Regions from separate parts of the Danio rerio genome. Here region 2 is linked to region 1. The links are chromatin contacts, called in public Hi-C maps. All regions are on one chromosome and are shown on one strand. The core of a region is the stretch at or near the end of the contact, and the rest is flanking DNA. Distances in the headings are between cores, read along the strand shown.

The links. A called contact is a pair of places that touch in the nucleus more often than the background predicts.
Region 2: a Hi-C map of hematopoietic stem cells shows a contact between it and region 1, with 3 times the contacts expected there. The contact joins the promoter of enox1 here to the enhancer-like site in region 1. A contact is called at or near these places in 8 of 18 Hi-C or Micro-C datasets (caudal fin, embryo, fibroblasts and 3 more) and 2 of 4 datasets of contacts at active chromatin or transcription factors (caudal fin and embryo).

The regions. Positions count from the first base shown.
Region 1 is chr9:19,847,460-19,850,663 of GRCz12tu, forward strand. It overlaps dnajc15 (DnaJ (Hsp40) homolog, subfamily C, member 15), which reads left to right. Exons shown (of 6, transcript NM_001003476.2): 5 at 1,731-1,801. Among named protein-coding and RNA genes, the nearest start is that of dnajc15, 28 kb to the left of the region's middle. Within about 2 kb of position 1,777, at least 6 of the 62 cell types and tissues checked have an H3K27ac peak or open chromatin away from gene starts, as enhancers often do.
Region 2 is chr9:20,170,208-20,173,251 of GRCz12tu, forward strand. It overlaps enox1 (ecto-NOX disulfide-thiol exchanger 1), which reads right to left and starts at 1,689. Exons shown (of 16, transcript XR_012385266.1): 1 at 1,524-1,689.

The DNA.
Region 1 (3,204 bases), core at 527-3,026:
TTATTTATTCATTTCATTAATTTATTTATTCAGTTATTTATTTATACATTTCATTCATTCTGTCATTTTTAAATTTTTTATTTGTTTATTTCATGCATTATTTCATTCATTCATTCATTCAATTATTCATTCATTCATTCAGTCATTTTTTTATTAGTACAGTCATTTATGTTTTAATTTATTTATTCAATTAGTTAATTCATATTTTCAGTTATTTATTTATTCATTTATTTATTAGTTAGTTTATTCATTCATTCAGTCATTTATTAATTTATTTTCTGCATTATTTTAGTCATTCATTCATACAGTTTCTTTTCGGCTTTTATTAATCAGGGGTTACCACAGCGGAATGAACCGCCAACTTATCGAGCATTTGTTTTTACGCAGCTGATGCCCTTCCAGCTGCAACCGGCCACTGGGAAACACCCATACACTCTCATTCACACACATACACTGCTGACAATTAAGCTTATTCAATTCACCTATACCACATGTCTTTGGACTGCGGAGAAACTGGAGCAAACGGAGGAAACCCACGCCAACATGGGGAGAACATGCAAACTATACACAGAAATGCCAACTGACACAGCCGAAGCTCGAACCAGCAACCTTCTTGCTGTGAAGCGATCGTGCTACCTACTGCACCATTGTGCTGCCTTATTCAGTCATTTATTTATTATTTAACTTATTTATTCAGTAATTTTTTAATTCATTTATTTCATTCATTTATTAGTTTATTCAATCATTTTATTAATTAATTAATTTATTCATTTAGTAATTTCATTTATTCATGTATTTATTCATTCATTTATTAATTTCATTCATTAATTCAAATCATTTATTCATTTAGTAATTTCATTAATTCCTTTATTCAGTCATTTATTCATTCCGTTCATTCATTCATTTATTCAGTCATTTATTTATACATTTACTTATTAATTTAATTTCATTCATTCATTTATTCAACTCATGTATTTATTAATTTATGTATTCATTTTACTCTTCATTCAGTCATTTATTCAGTCATTTATATTTTCATTCATTTATTTATTCAGTCATTTATTTATTTGTTTATTTAATCATTCATTTATTTATTTATTTCATGCTTGCATTTGTCACAATCTGAAGTTTGGCTGTAAAAATTAAAAGGTATATTTAGGTATTTATAGTATATTTGGGTATATTTCCACATAATATTACATAATATTAATGTCAATCAACACTAAGGCTTAAATAATAAGTCTTTCAAAAGATGGAGCTAAAAATATCCATATTTGTCAATATAATATATGTCTGACATGTATTTGTTTAACTTCTAGTTGATCTATATTAGTTGAAATGACTATAAGATTAAGAAATTTTAAATTAACGTTTTGTTAATTTCTCATTTAAAGTTAATTCAAATGCATGTAAAAAAATTTTTAAAAATTGTTTCTTTTTCCTTTTGTCATTTTGTCAAATGGTGTTTTTAAATTTGTCACTCAAAGTAAAATAATTTAAAAAAAAAAACATGGGTGACACTTTTTTCTTTAGTTCTGTAGTTTTTCCCCCACTAATTTGGGGAATTTTAGGGAATGTACAGATTGAGTATTTCCAGCTTATGTGTGCAGTGATGGAGACAGACCGCACATGCTGATGAAAAGTGCAAAAAAAAAAATCTGTTCACTCTTTGGCCACCAGATGTCAGTGTGCACCTTTTCTAAAATCCTCTGTTTTCTTGTTTTGCGCAGTCCGACCAGCACTAAGACAAAGGTACGGGAAGCCCACAGAAGGATCATGGTCCTAAATCATCCAGATAAAGGTCAGTAGTTCAGGTCGTCGTGTCGGGTGGTTGTGTGTTGGTCAATAATTCTGACTCAGCTCTAGCTCAATGTATTGTCTGAGCAGACAGAGGAAGAGATGGGTGTTGATTACATTATTGATTTGAAGAGCATTTGTCATAACACACTCTTTAAAGAGGGGTTACATGCCTGCAGTGCTGACTTGACGTAATATAAGGCATACATAAGAACTGTACACAACAAGATGGAGCAGGTGAATCATCACTTCAAACATTTGCAAGTACTGTAGATCTAAATTATTTTCTAAACAATATACAGTAAAAAAACAAGCACTGAGTAATATTTAATAACTAATAATAACTGTACATAGTGATAAACAGCAACTTTTACTTACAATTTCACATATTTATATACAAAATGACACTTTAAATGTTTGCGTTTAAATCTATTTTCTAGTCATTTTAATCAGTTCATAGTAATAAGTCAGTTAAATCACTCTAATGTAATTTTAGGACTGAAGTTTAAATCTGAGACACTATTACATCTTAATAATCTTATAATACATGAGATTAAAAAGCAAACTGAAATAGTGACACATTGTTAAAACCTAAAAACTTGGGTCAAAAAACTTTAAAACAGATTATTTTTATCTAAAGCAGAGATGCCCAAACTATCCCAGAGGGCTGATATTCTGTAGAGTTTAGCTCCAGTTTAGTTTAGCTTTTTTTTAAACAAAGTTTTTAGTATTCCTAGTAAGAGCTTGATTATCTGGCTTGTGTGTGTGTCTATTTGGAATTTGATCTAAACCAGCCCTCCAGTATTACATTTGGGCAAACCGGATCTAAAGTGATTTATATATGTCTGTATATAAGTTTTTGACTTTTCTAAAGCATAAAATGCATATGTTTGCAGATATTTACAAACATGCTAAGTGAATATACTTGTTTAACTAAAAAACAATGCTAAAGTCAAATAGTCAGCTTTGAAAATGTGCTTTATGTGCTGGAACGGCTGTCTTTGTTTTGGTCATTTAAAACAACATTTAACCCAATGTCAGTTTTAATCAATTATATTTTAGCTGGGTTGCCTTGCCACGTATGTTATTCATTCAGTCAGGAAGGCTAACAAAGTATTCATCTGCAACCGAAATGTGACCTACAGTGGACAGTATCAGACTCCAAAATGAGACGCCGATTCAGAGTTCCACTTGAGGTTATTAATTAGCAAATAAAATAAATATTATGAACGTAAACATAAGGTGAGCTTCTCACACTTCAGCCTTCACATCAAAGTTCCTGAAAGCAAAAAAAAAAAAAGGTCTAGGTGCTCCAGGGCTGGCCAGCCCAGTCACCAGACATGAATGATCCTTATTGAGCATGTCAAGGGTAAGATGAAAGATGCTTTTTTTGCCATTACAGATGAC
Region 2 (3,044 bases), core at 439-2,938, 320 kb after region 1:
TTTTTTTTTCTTCTGGAGAAAGTCTTCGGCTAAAACAAAAAGCAGTTTTAATTTTTTTAAAAACCATTTTAAGGTCAAAATTATTAGACCCTTTAAGCTATATTTGTTTTCGATAGTCTCCAGAACAGGTGACGCAGTGGCGTAGTAGGTAGTGCTGTTGCCTCTCAGCAAAAAGGTCATTGGTTCGAGCCTCGGCTGGGTCGGTTGGCGTTTATGTGTAGAGTTTGCATGTTCTCCCCGCATTCGTGTGGGTTTTCTCTGGGTGCTCCCGTTACCCCCACAAATTCAAAGACATGTGGTACAGGTGTATTGGGTGAGCTAAATTGTTCTAAGTGTATGTGTGTGATTGAGTGTGTATGGATGTTTCCCAGTGATGGGTTGCAGCTGGAAGGGCATCCGCTGCCTAAAACATATCCTGGATAAGTTGGCTGTTCATTCCACTGTGGCGACCCCAGATTAATAAAGGGACTAAGCCAAAAAGAAAATGAATAAATGAATTTAATAGCTAATTCAGTTAATAATGTAACTAAAAAGCAGTATTTAAATTAAATAGAAAATGAGGCAAATAAAAAAAGGTTCACTTTTGAAGAAAAAAGAACCACCCCTTTCCCTGGACTGGCTACGGGCTTGTGCTTATCTTATTTTATTTATTTCAGTGTATGTAATTGAACATTTACTTAAAGAGCCAACTAAATCTGAGGACCAAACAGTTTTATAAAAATACAAGAAAAGCCAAGAATATAGAAATATAGAAAACTAGTTTGTTTCAGTATAGCTGCAAGATTTGTGTCATAAGGTCCCACACAAACAAACAAAAAAAAAAGTTTGACAGCAAGCATAGCACGTGAGTTAACAGAGAAATCTCCCAGATGAGCATAACTTCGCTTTCCGGGAATGTGGAGTTGAGCGCTCAGCCAGCAGATTGAACTCTCTCCATGGTGCTGAAGCGGTTGCCCAGGTGACATGATGATATCAAGGGCATCGGCGTTTCTACAGTGCAGCGCAGAGCCACTCAAACACAATAACAGAACTAAAACAAACCAAACAATCAATTTCTCAGAATACAAGTTAACCAACGTGACTGAATAAAATCACAGCCTCAAAAAAACTTCTTGTTTGTTAGATATCATCACTCTAAATAAACAGCGTGCTTCATAAAGTCTTCCACTCTCCTAAACAACATTGCGCCTTAAACTTTCGAAACTGCAACACGCTCAACATATTCAACAGCCTACAACAATCATTCTGTTTCAACAAGTATTCCAACAAGTATAAGATGAATCCATGACTCTCCGGTGAGAGTCGCGCGCGGTTTAGAAAGAAGGTGTAAATGGATGTAAACAAACGTAAATACACCGCTCGTAAATGTGACTGATGCTCTGATAGGGGAAACGCTGTGATGGAGCTCAGCTCGGTCTGATGAAATGAGAAGAATGGGAACTAGCAGACGCTATCAGGACTGGGGCAAACACATGAGCGAATAGGCAAAACGGCAACGCTGAAGAACGAGGAACGACTCTTACCGTTGTGAAGAGAGTCCACTCCGAGCCCCCGGTGTGATTCGGCGAGATAATCCTGCGAAATAACCGTGAATGAAGCTGAAATTTTAAACGGTATCCGTCGTCGCTCTTCAGTGCTGCTGCATCTGACGGAACAGCTGCTGCTTCCACGCGCTCACAACCAGAGACTGAGGCGCGCGCGACACGGATCAGCGTGCACGAGTCCGGAGAACTGCCGCCAATGAGCGAAGACACTTCATGTGTGCGTGTGTGTGTGTTTTGTCAATAGAACAACCAGATGGATATTTGTATGCTTGAAGCTGGTAAATGTTGTAGTCACGATTGCAATTATACACTGCATAGCTACTGTTTACATTAATAAGAAAATAATAAATTCATATTACCGTCATGTTATTTGATGTAAAAAATGTAGTATATTATCCTTAAATAAATAAATAAATAAAAGCATAATAATATAATAACAATAATAATAATAATAATACATTTAAATATAATACTATAAAATTGTTATAAATAATATTAATAATAATAATAACATAAGTAATTTTTCAATAATAGTAATAATTTATTTTAAAACTTTAATAATAATAATAATAATAATAATAAACCGGCTCATTATTTGGTGTAAATTAGCAGGTTGGCGTGTAAAGGAAATTTTTTTTGAAAAACTATACTAAATAATAATGTATAATATATTATCATAAAATAAATGAATAATAATAATAATAATAATAATAATAGGTTATTGTAATAAGTTATTAAGTAGTGTATGAGTGTGAATGAGTGTGTATGGGTGCTTTCCAGTACTGGGTGCAGCTGGAAGGGCATCTGCTGCATAAAACATGATGTGCTGGATAAGTTGGCCGTTCATTCTGCTGTGGCAACCCTGGATTGATAAAAGGACTAAGCCGAAAATAAAATAAATTAATGAATTAATAAACCGGCTCATTATTTGAATGTAAATTAGCAGGTTGGCATGTAAAGGAAAACAATTAATTAAAAAACTATACAAAATAATAATGTATATTATCCAAAAATAAATGAACAATGAATAATAATAATAATAATAATAATAATAATAATAATAATAATAATAACCTACTTAATGTAATGGTGCTATAATATTTATATTAATAATAATTATTATTTTTAAATATTATTATTGTCGTTTATATAATAATAATAATAATATAATAATAATAATAATAATAATAATAATAATGGCGGTATTATATTATGATAATATTAATATTAATTGTATTATAGTTATTATTATTACTATTATAATTATTAAAGTGTTTGGTGTTTTTTAATGGATGATGGACGAACAATATATTTTCTGTTCTGTTGATGCAGTCAGAAACTTCTCGAGATTTAGTCGAATCTCTAATATAATTAAATGCCATGATCTGTCTATTTTCGCTTCATTAAATGTAATGTGAAGTTCGCAAAGCTCCAAAAATTATATTTTAGATCCTACAAATCAGATGAGATTGAGGGAAGCAGCAATGTCAGCACAGTATT